Regions from separate parts of the Mus musculus genome. Here all the other regions are linked to region 1. A link is a contact called in public promoter capture Hi-C data. All regions are on one chromosome and are shown on one strand. Each heading gives the region's core, a stretch centred on a gene start, on an enhancer-like site or on the middle of the called end of the contact. The rest is flanking DNA. Distances are from core to core; before and after follow the strand shown.

Region 1 (3,388 bases), core at 341-2,840:
GATGGCGGACGGGGGGGGGGGGGGGCAGCGAGCCCTGCGTAGGCACGTGAGAGGATGAGAGAGGAGTGTGCCATGCACATACGTGGCCAGGGCGGTAGCCGAAACTTTGGGCATCTTGCAGGGGCATCTGGCGAGCAGGAAACCGGGCATCTGGCCTCAGGGAGGGAAGACCACCAGACTGCGAAGTTCCAGGAAGCCCAGAGTTACTTGGAAAAGGGAATGTAACCCTGGGGCCCCCATGCGGCCCGGGTTGGGCATGCTAGAGAGCCAGAGGAAAGGAGATGTGGGGCTCTCGTGTTTCATGGCTCTCCTTCCCCTGGCAGGGTCTAGCTGGGCCCTGGCAAAGGATCAGAACTCAACACTGGACTGGGTCTGACCCAATGCCGGGCTGGTCCTAATGGGGATGCAGGCTCCCCACTCTCCCCAGACCACTCTTCTCTCCTGGGTTTGGGCTATTTTGCCTGCATCTACCTCCACTTAAAACGCCTCCTTCCAGAACTTTCTGGCAGAAAAAAAAATCCTGACTTCCCAAGTCCTCATGCAAGCTCTGCACTCTTTCTGAACCTTCTAGTCAAACCAAGAGCTATTGACCTCCCCTGTCCACTAGAGCTCTTCTCAATACATATCCTATCACTTGGGTCACACTGGAGGTAACCGCTCCACGCTAACTGAATATTCACAAAAGTTGCACACATCTAAGATAGGAATACATATGACATAACACTCCTAACCTATTAGGCGATAAAAAGAAGACTCCACAGCTGTTGTTCCCTGAAAGTCCGGAGACATTACATGGTGAGCTAAAGCAACTGAGCAAGACTCTGGGCCAGCCCGGAGATAAGGTTCCCTCGCATACCTACAGAAAAGTTTTCACATGGCTGGGGGCTGTGAGATCATTGATATGGACAGCTAGCTCTGAACTTGGAAGAATCCGGGGTGAAAGGGCTACTAGGATCACAAAATAGGTTAAGAGATGTGGGTACGTAGTTATATAAACAACACACCCCAACCTGTAACCTGCATTTGGGGCCTCTTGTCCTCCCCCTACACCAAGCCCTTTCTGGGATGAGGGTCATGCCCAGTGGGCTGGAAGAAATGACTGGGGTCTAGCTTGGGAGGGCAGAAAGAAGGTCAATAAGGAAGAGAAGACGGGGTGGGTGAGGCGCATCTGACAGAATACTCTAACTGGAATGTTCTAACATTCCCGGGCCTGGGAAACTGAGGCTCGTCAAGGGGAAGTCATCCACCTAAGGCGACGCTGCGCGCTGAAGGTAGCGGCAGGGTTTGAACCTCTGTGAGTCCGCTTTTGCGAGGCCTGGGAAAAGGACAAAAAGGAGGACTACAGGGGCCGCGGCGCGCCGGCTTCACCTGGTAGTTGTCCAGCTGCTCTTCAGTGAAGATGGTCTGCTTGTTCCCCATGGTGACCGCGATGGTATGGGTGGCCGCGGCGTCGTCTCTCGCCCTTTCGAGTGCTGCTTCCCATCGGCGGCGTCTGGAGCCCCGAGCCCGGTGCCCGCGGCCCTTGCCAGCCCGGGAGCGGGCAGCGTCGCCAGCCTAGCCTGGCCCGCTCCGCTGGGTCCCGCAGTTCAGTGGGAGGGGTGCAGGGGCTGGGAGGCAAAGGCGGGGCCGGGGGCGGGGCGGGCCTAGGCGGGGGCGGGGGCCGGATTGGGGCGGAGGCGCAGCCTGGTGGAAGGAGGCGGGGCCCGAGAGGTGACTTCTCCCTGGAGACAGAGGCCTGCTCAGTCTATGCTGCTGCAGCACACTGAGGTGGCCAAGCGGTGGCCTCATAGGGCCGCCTGACTACTGGACACTGAGTGCGCCTCCCGTTCCAACCAGCACACTGACTGGCACCCCGGGTCGGTCCTGGCGATTGTGAGCCTGAAAATCCCATGGATTAGTGTGGTAGAACAGGCACAATCCTCCGGCCTCTGATCCTAGACTGAGAATAGGTGTGTTGTTGAGCTTGCGGGATTACCCAAGTCAGGTCCATCCTCAAAAAGCCGACATACACGCAGTCAAACACTCAAATCATAAAATAACTTTTTAAAAAAGGAAACAGACGAAGCAAACTCTACCTCAGCAGAGGAATGGGCTCTGGTAACAATAGGTTACACTACTCAGTTGGTTCAAGACCTTAAGGAAAGTAACTAGATCACTCCCTACATCCACTCTGCTAAGTGAGGCCTTCACGAAATTTAATAATGCAGGCAGGGTAGAGGAGGTTAACCAATACCCTCCTAAACGATTGGCTATCTTCAGCCGCCCCATCAAGGTGACCGCTAGGAAAAGCCCTCCAGACACACGGAAGTTCAGGAGTCCTGGCAACTCTGGGACCTATCAGTGGCCCACAAGGAAGGCTACTAGCAATGGAGTTGTCCTTACTGTCTATTCTTGGGACAGCTGGGCTGCATGAAACCTGAGTCAAAGGCTCCTGGTGGCTCCGCTGGGAGGCAAGTCCATCATGGGCTGCCAAAACTGAGATTAGCTACATGAGTATGGTCTCCTGTAATCCCAGCCCTCGAGACAGAGGCAGGAAGATCAGAAGTTCAGGGTTATCCTTAGCTGATTCAGGCCAACTTGTAGTACATGAGACTATATCTCAGAAAACAGAATATAGTAACTAAAAGCAATTTAGCTGAGAAATAGTGTAGTGGCAGAGAGCTAGCCTAACATTCATGAGGCCCTGGGTTCAGTCCCTAGCACCACCAAAAAAAAAAACAAACAAAAGCGACATACCAGTATTGTCCAGTTTTGCCTGGCTTACATCACTTTGGGGCCGTGTTGTTCTACTCTTTTTTTTTTTTTTTTTTTTTTAATGAGTACACCATTGCTCTCTTCAGACACACCAGAAGAGGGCATCAGATCCCATTACAGATGGTTGTGAGACACCATGTGGTTTCTAGGAATTGAACTCAGAACCTCTGGAAGAGTAGTCAGTGCTCTTAACTGCTGAGCCATCACTCCAGCCCTCTTTTTTTTTTAAGATTTATTTATTAATTTATTTTATGTATATGAGTACACTGTAGCTGTACAGATGGTTGTGAGCCTTTATGTGGTTGTTGGGAATTGAATTTAGGACCTCTGCTGCTCAGGTTGGCCCTGCTAGCTCAGTCTCTGCTCAATCTGGCCCAAAGATTTATTTATTATTATAAATAAGTGCACTGTTGCTGTCATTAGACACACCAGAAGAAGGCATCAGATCCCATTACAGATGGCTGTGAGCCACCATGTGGTTGCTGGGAATTGAACTCAGAACCTCTGGAAAAGCAGTCAGTGCTTTTAACCACTGAGCCATCTCACCAGGCCTTTTTTTTTTTCTAAGATTTATTTTTATGTATGTTACATCTATATGCCTGCCATGTGTAGGTGAAAGCCAGTGGAGACCAGA
Region 2 (3,459 bases), core at 800-3,299, 370 kb before region 1:
CCTTCCTGACCCAGGCCCCAGGACTGTCACTTCTCACTGTGCCTCTTTTAAAAGTATATGTTTTAGCCAAGTGTGGTGGTTACGTGATTTTAATCCCAGCACTCAGGAGGGAGAGGCGGATAAATCTCTGTGAGTTCAACACCAGCCTGATCTACATTACATAATGAGTTTTAGACAAGCCGAATGGTCCCGGCTGCATAGCGAGGTCCCTGTCTCAAAAACAAAACAAAACAAAACACCCAACAACAACAACAACAAAACTGTTTAAGGTTGCAATTCAAACACTCCAGGGAAGGGCTTGGGAACCAGCTAGCAAACTAATCTCCTTTAAAGTTGTTCTTATACTAAAATTTGAGAATTGTGTGGCTTTCTTGACAGATACGGTGCTGATTTCTTATGATACAGGCTGGACTTTAGCATCTGAGCCTATGACAGGGAAACAGAGATGTTCTACTGCATCCTACCCTCATCCTTTCCCCTGACCAAGGAGCTCACCACTGGAAGGGAAATCTGTGGCAGGGAGTATCCAAGCCAAGGTAGACGTCAACACACTTAACTCAGTGTTCAGCTAAATTAGAAATTAAAGTGCCAGGCTGAACCAGATAGATGGGCAACTATGGGAAACACATGAGAAAGAATCCAGGCACAGCGTTTGGTCTGTGCACTCCCTGGTGCAGCTGTCACTTCCAACTGCCTTGTTCAGAGTCTCAGCACATTTGTGAATGTGTGGTCACTATGGTTTTGAAACAGGCCTTGTTGGATAGCTTACAGAGCTAGAAACTGGTGATAGTGTGAGGAACTCATACCTAAACTTAAAGACACTGTCTGAAATTTCTGTTTGTTCTGAATTAACTTAATAATTGATCATTTCAGCCCCGGTGGCAAAATGGTTCACTGAGATTATCAGAAGAATTATATTAGTCTCTGCTTTCGACTGACACAAAGACCTTGGAATAATTCTGTCCGACTCTGATGCTCCCAGAGAATGGGCCTTGTCCCTATTCTTCTCCCAATAGCCAGTTCTCATTCAACCCTTATGGCACCATCACCATCACCACGCTGCCAATAAAAGAAATGAAGAATACGATTGAGAGAAAGGATAAACGCAAGCAAGGGAGGGGAAGGTGTCCCTGAGGACAGAGGGCAGAGGGGAAGGAAGAGGACGCGAGAGAGGGCAGCCCAGAGGCGCTTCGCCGGCTGGCACAGCAGAGCTGGAATCTATTAGAATCGGGTGGTGCTTGTTTTAATTTAGCCAAAAATTCTAGAACTTGACCCTGCCTACTCCATGTCAAACCTCCCAAAGCACTGCCCAGACTGGAGGGAGCATCTAACACCCATTTGTGATGTGGTCATCTGTCGTGGGCAGGTGATCAGTTTACCATGTCCTAATCTTCACAAGTCCAGCTTGTGAGCTGTGCTTCTTCTTCGAAGAAGAGCAATTTTGCTCTTCTTACAAAATAAATAAACAAACAAATAAAATAAAATAAATAGATAATGCATGCCACAGACCAAAAAGCCCCGTGAAACTCTTTCTGTTAGTGTAGAATTAAAGCAACAGCTTACCTGGTATTGAAGACGAGCTCTCACAATTCCAAATCAGGAGAAGGAGGCCCATGATCAGCAGGAGTGGCATGGCACTGACAGTCACAGTTTCCGGGACCATGATGGTGACATTATACTGCATGGGGTTCAGCATTTCCAAGAACATCTTGCGCTATTTGGCCTCAGAAGAAAAAAAAAAAAGTAAAGTTCTATGGGAAGAAAGCAGTGGTGGAGTTAGAACGTAACCCAGCGGTTTGGCTGTGGCTCCTGTCACTTGGAAGGGTGCTGGATTGGAGAGATGGGCATTTTGTTTTATAGTGATTGGACACTTAGACAAGACAAATTTGTGGTTACAAGTCAAAACAAGGATGACCTTGGGAGGCTCAGGTTCTGTTCAACAGTTGGTCTGATAGAACCTTATCATCTCGCCCTTGAGTTAGTAGAGTGACGTGCTCAATTGAGAGTCAACTCTCTGAAGTTCATTCCAGAGGAACAATCACAATGCTGTGATTTCATCAGCAGCATTTGCTGAGGCAATCCTCCTTATTAAAAGCAAACTCAATTAACAAAACAAATCATGAGCAGGAAAAGGCTCCCGTACCCAAGTCTAACAACCTGAGTTCATCCCCCAGGACACACACACACTATAAATATATAATTATAAAAATAAATCAACATACACAATGTCCTAATTCCTACCCATAATCAAAATTATTTTCCCGGACTGTACCCTTCTACAGAAAGAATGCATTTCTTGGGCACCATCAAAGTGTTCAGAGAGTCTTCATTAGGGCATCTATGAAATTCAAGATATGTTACTCATGGCAGTCTTTGGTGGCTTTAATGAGGATCTAGAACTAGGACCATAGGCTGGTTAAACAGTGTTCATGGGGGTCAGCAGGAGAGGCAGTGGGGATGGAAGGGGCACGAATAAAGAGGGAGAAAGAAGGAGGCTGGAGAGATAGCTCAGTGGTTAGGAACACTGGCTGTTCTTCCAGAGATCCTGAGTTCAACTTCCAGCAATCACATGGTGGCTCACAACCATCTGTAATGGGATCTGATGTCCTCTTCTGGTGTGTCTGAATACAGCTACAATGTACTCACATACATAAAATAAATAAATCTTTTTTTAAAAGAGGGAGAAAGGAAAAATGATGGAGTGGGCAGAGAACAGTAAGAGTAGTGTGCCCTGCAGTGACTCAGGTGCCACTCAGCCATCTGTTCCTAGTGATGACTTGTGCCCTGTGCAGGTCATTCCTCTTTAGGCTGAGCTGCTGGACCTGCAGGTTTCAACAACAGCATGCTGAGGTGTCTTCAGTCAGGTTTTATCAAAAACTCTTACAGGGAGGAGCTTTAGAGATGGCAGTAGTTAAAAACAAAAACAAAACAAAAAGCAGAAACAAAAAAGCCAAAAACTTAAGTTTGAGAAGCTTGTATCATTTTCATCAAATGCATTTTCCAATGGCAGATGACCCACTCCAAGCTTATGTAGTAGATACAGGCAGAAAATTTTGGCTGAGTTTGACCTGAGTTTGACCTCACACTGGAACTCTATGTCCACAAAAGTGATTTCAAATTGGACATCAGGAGCTCTGTGGATTCCCTGATGTGCTGCAGAAATTTTTGAATGGGCTCACATACACTTTTTTTTTTTAAATATATTATTTTTATGTGTGTGTTTGCATGGGTGTATGCACATATTTATGCAGGTGCTTGACGAGGCCAGAAGAGGGAGCTAGAGTCACAGGCACGTGTGAGTTGCCTGCCATGAGGGCTGGGAACCGAAAGTGCACATTCCTGTGAGCAGCCAGCACTCTTAGCCGTGGAGTAGGGTCTCTCCAACCCACACATGCACTTTTGAGGGGAGAAAGGCCATACCTTTCACCAGACTCTAGGGCACTATGTAATAACATTTCT
Region 3 (3,671 bases), core at 686-3,185, 490 kb after region 1:
TCAAACAAAGCCAGGTCCAGGGGTTTCTTTAAGACAGAAGCCCTCCCTGCCCCCTGTACTTGCTTATATACCCCTGCTAACTTGCCCCTGAGGGAGGTTGCTCTGCTGGGCCTATCACTTGTGTCTGTGTTTGTTAGCATGCCTGTGGATGGGGCAGAGAAGTGAAATGACCAGCAGGGCTGTTATGGCTGAAATGCACCCCCTCTTTTCACCTCCAAAGGGAACCCTAAGAGCACATAGGCAGACTTTGCCATCTACTCCTAATGCTTTCCAGAGCCTGTCAGATCCAAGAGATAAGTAACATGTCAGAGGGTCACCACCAGCTCCTGAGGGCTTTCACGGAGTCAAACTTTATACAGTTAAGCAGATAAACCACCACTAGAGGTCATCGTGATACAATGTTGAAAAAAAAAAAAAAACGAGAGCCCCATTGGCTGCTGCACAAGGTCTTGCCTTTGGAGATTTTCCTTGGCAAGAATGCTCCCTTGAGGAAAAGGAGAAAGGTTGAGAATCTGATAGGATTCTTAACCATAGTGGAATTGTGAGTGTCTCTCTGTGTGTCCAGTCTGAGAAAGCATATCCAATCTAGAAATAGAGAGCTATCTGGGGATGCAACGGTTAACAGAATCTCATTGGCAAGTGTGTATCTGAAGGGCAGGGCTTGCCAGGTGAGGGCATGTGCTTAGTGAAGGAGGGGCCTGTGAGATGCAGATATGTGCTCGCTAAAGGGTGGCTGTGAGCATCTTAGAAACTCAGAATGCTGTCTTAGAAGGAACTCACCAAATGCTATCAGTGCTTCTCCAATCACAGGTCAGAATCACCTGGCTATATAAAAGCCAATTCCCCAGCTTCCATTTCCAGAGGTTCAGATCCCCTGAGCCTAGGCTGGGGTTCAGGAGTCTGTAGAGGAAGGTGCAGACAGCCTAGTGGGACCATACTTCAGAAATACTGCCAGTGTTTGTCAGATGACAGGCAAGGCGGATTGTTGTCATGGAACAGATAAGGAGCTTGAGAGAGGGTAACAGAATAGGGGCACCCAGCAGTGATCCAAAGCCATAATGCATACTGTGCCAACACTACTTTGATTGGGAGACCTTGACTGTTCCCCACTCCTAATTCTAGTACCTTCTGGATGTGATCTTTATGGGAGGAAGATGCAGCCTTGGTTCTCTGGGTCCATTGGAGCTCAGAGGACAAGCTGGTGTGCACACAGCTTGAGGTGGTGGGGGTAGAAGCTACGAAGGACCTTGGAATTTAAGGGGGAGGGTAGCTGAGTCTGGAAGAAACCCTCACTGTGTCTGAGTGAACCTGGGGAGGAGAGCTGAGAGAGTCTCTTCAGTGTCAATGCTAAGTTTGTGAGCTGCAGACCCCAGTTCATCAACCTGCCCTCAGCTAAGCAGGGTTAGGGACCAGCTATGGCAGTGCCCACCATATATGTGATATCTGGAAGACCTGCCCCAAAGTGCAAAAATACTTCGCACATATGGAATGCTAGTGTCTTGGTGACCCCTCTCTCTCTCCAAACAGCAGGCTTGCTCCCACACATTTATACCGTAGCAAGTTCATCACTTCACTAGAGTTGAAAGAGCCTCGGAGGACCCTTTGGGGACCTCTTAGCTCTGGGACTGATCTGCACTGCCCAGCTTGAAGACACTCGTCAGTGATGGTGACCTGGCAGCATGGAATAAGGTAGCGGGGACCCCAAACCTCACAGGCCACCCACCCAAGCCAGCCTGCATCCCCATAGGGCTTGCCCCGCCCACTCCCCAGCTGGTCCGGCCACTCCTCCCACACTGCGACCCTTGTCCCTCCCACCTTCTCTAAAAAGAACTCACCAGGCTGAAGCAGAGCGAACAGAGAGACGAGGAGCAGGGGCGTACCCCTCATGGCCGGCCGGGTGGCTGCCGGTCACCCCACAATGGAACCGCGAGTGAGCGTCTGTCCCAGCTGGCAGTCTCTCTGTGCCCGGCGGCACTAGGACCCGATGGAGCCTGTGCTCCCCACCTGGGAAGCTGCTGTGGGTCCCACCCACTTAGAGGACTGAACTGGAGTTTGGGGTAGACCCAGAGCAGGGTGTGTCTGGGGGAACCTGTGGCTATGGATGATGGTCCCGAGACTTTCTCACACTCAGGAGCCGGGTAGTGCGTGGCACTCGGGAGGGTGGACTAGCTCTTGTCTCATTCGTCTTGGGGACTGGGGAAGGGGTGGAGTTACAGGGTAAGGGAGGGTCTGAGAGGGCAGGCTGCGTCCCCCTCACCCATCTTAATCTTAGCCTGGCTTACCCAAGGCAGTTTAAGTGGCTGAAAGAAGCATACATTAGCCTTTCCCACTCCTAGGTGGTCCACGCTAAGTTTCAGGATCTAAAGTTAGAGGACAAGTCAAAACAGCCCTGCACCTGGGACAACTAAGGGGCACCCAGCAGCTTCAGGGGCAAAGTGAACAGAGCTTACTTGGCCTGGAGAAGGGACGACCTCTGGACCTAAAAATAAGGCAGAAGTCCAGTCGCTTTCCCCGATGATTTCTTCTTGCTATAATCTGACATGTTGGCACGGGAGTTTAAAAACAAAAGCAAACCAACAAGCACAGAAGTCGATGAAATGCCTTGAGGATGGTTCCGAGAAGATAGGTCTGAGGACATCCTCTCCTCCTTAAACTGCGGCAATAACAGATTCACAGGGTGAACCCACAGACCTAACAGGACTGAAAATAAGTTCGTCTTCTCCCTGAACCCAAACCGGGAAAGAGATGTAGAAAGCCAAAGCCTGTGACCTGTGGGGCTTTGGAAGCTAAAGGCAAGGGTAGGTCCTTTCACATAAAGTGGAACTAGCAGACCCTTGGTAAGAGCCAGAAATCACCCCAGTCCTCGACAGGATGCTGGGGTGTGGGGTGTGAGAGTTTGCTTGCTGATAGTTGTCTGTAGTCCTGACTGTCTAAGGTATGCTCTGTTATCTCTGATGGGCCACAGGATGGGCGGTAGGTAGAGGCGGGGAGAGAGAGCATATTGAAGATTCTGGAGAAAGCAAAAGGACTAAAGGTGAGGGGAAGGAGACAAAAGAGAGTAATTGGGAGGGTGTGGTCAATGACCAAAACTTATTATATACATATGTATGACAATCTCATAACGAACATTTTTTTTTTTTGAGACAAGGTCTCACTATGTAGCCCTGGCTGTCCTGGAACTTGCTATGTAGGCTAGGCTAACCTCAAACTCACAGAGTTCCCCCTGACTCTGCTTCCTGAGTGCTGTGATTAAAGGCATGCACCACTATACCCAGCTCAAACCCATTTTAAAAAATAATTAATATATACCAATACAAAACATTTAAAAGGCACAAAATGTAAACTTTCTTAAAAAGCCCTCTAGTCAGGAAACATCCGTTATATTGTCGTAGGATTTCTTACACATGTGAGTCAGTAGCTGTTTTTTCAATTTGTTAGTAAAAAAAACCAAAAAACCTTGTAATGATTTTTTTTTAAAGACAAATTTTTTTATATGGGCCGGGTGTGGTGGCACACACCTTTAATCTCAGCACTTGGGAGGCAGAGGCAGGCAGATTTCTGAGTTTGAGGCCAGCCTGGTCTACAAAGTGAGTTCCAGGATAGCCAGGGCTACACAGAGAAACCCTGTTTTGAAAAAACAAAAACAAACAAACAAACAAACAAAAAGTTCC

Evidence for each region. Promoter capture Hi-C pulls out the DNA fragments that hold promoters and counts their contacts.
Region 2: a contact with region 1 is called in a promoter capture Hi-C map of embryonic stem cells, with 2.3 times the contacts expected there. The contact joins the promoter of Cyp19a1 here to the promoter of Cib2 in region 1. A contact is called at or near these places in 1 of 39 promoter capture datasets (embryonic stem cells), 9 of 484 Hi-C or Micro-C datasets (the HL-1 cell line, LSK cells, brown adipocytes and 3 more), 1 of 115 datasets of contacts at active chromatin or transcription factors (craniofacial prominence) and 1 of 9 other capture datasets (embryonic stem cells).
Region 3: a promoter capture Hi-C map of neural stem cells shows a contact between it and region 1. The contact joins the promoter of Chrnb4 here to the promoter of Cib2 in region 1. A contact is called at or near these places in 4 of 39 promoter capture datasets (embryonic stem cells, liver, neural stem cells and 1 more).

The regions. Positions count from the first base shown.
Region 1 is chr9:54,558,600-54,561,987 of GRCm38.p6, forward strand. It overlaps Cib2 (calcium and integrin binding family member 2), which reads right to left and starts at 1,591. Exons shown (of 6, transcript NM_019686.6): 1 at 1,369-1,591. The coding sequence starts at 1,419.
Region 2 is chr9:54,191,694-54,195,152 of GRCm38.p6, forward strand. Cyp19a1 (cytochrome P450, family 19, subfamily a, polypeptide 1) reads right to left here and starts at 2,050. Exons shown (of 9, transcript NM_007810.4): 1 at 1,564-2,050. The coding sequence starts at 1,708.
Region 3 is chr9:55,046,609-55,050,279 of GRCm38.p6, forward strand. It overlaps Chrnb4 (cholinergic receptor, nicotinic, beta polypeptide 4), which reads right to left and starts at 1,936. Exons shown (of 6, transcript NM_148944.4): 1 at 1,836-1,936. The coding sequence starts at 1,887.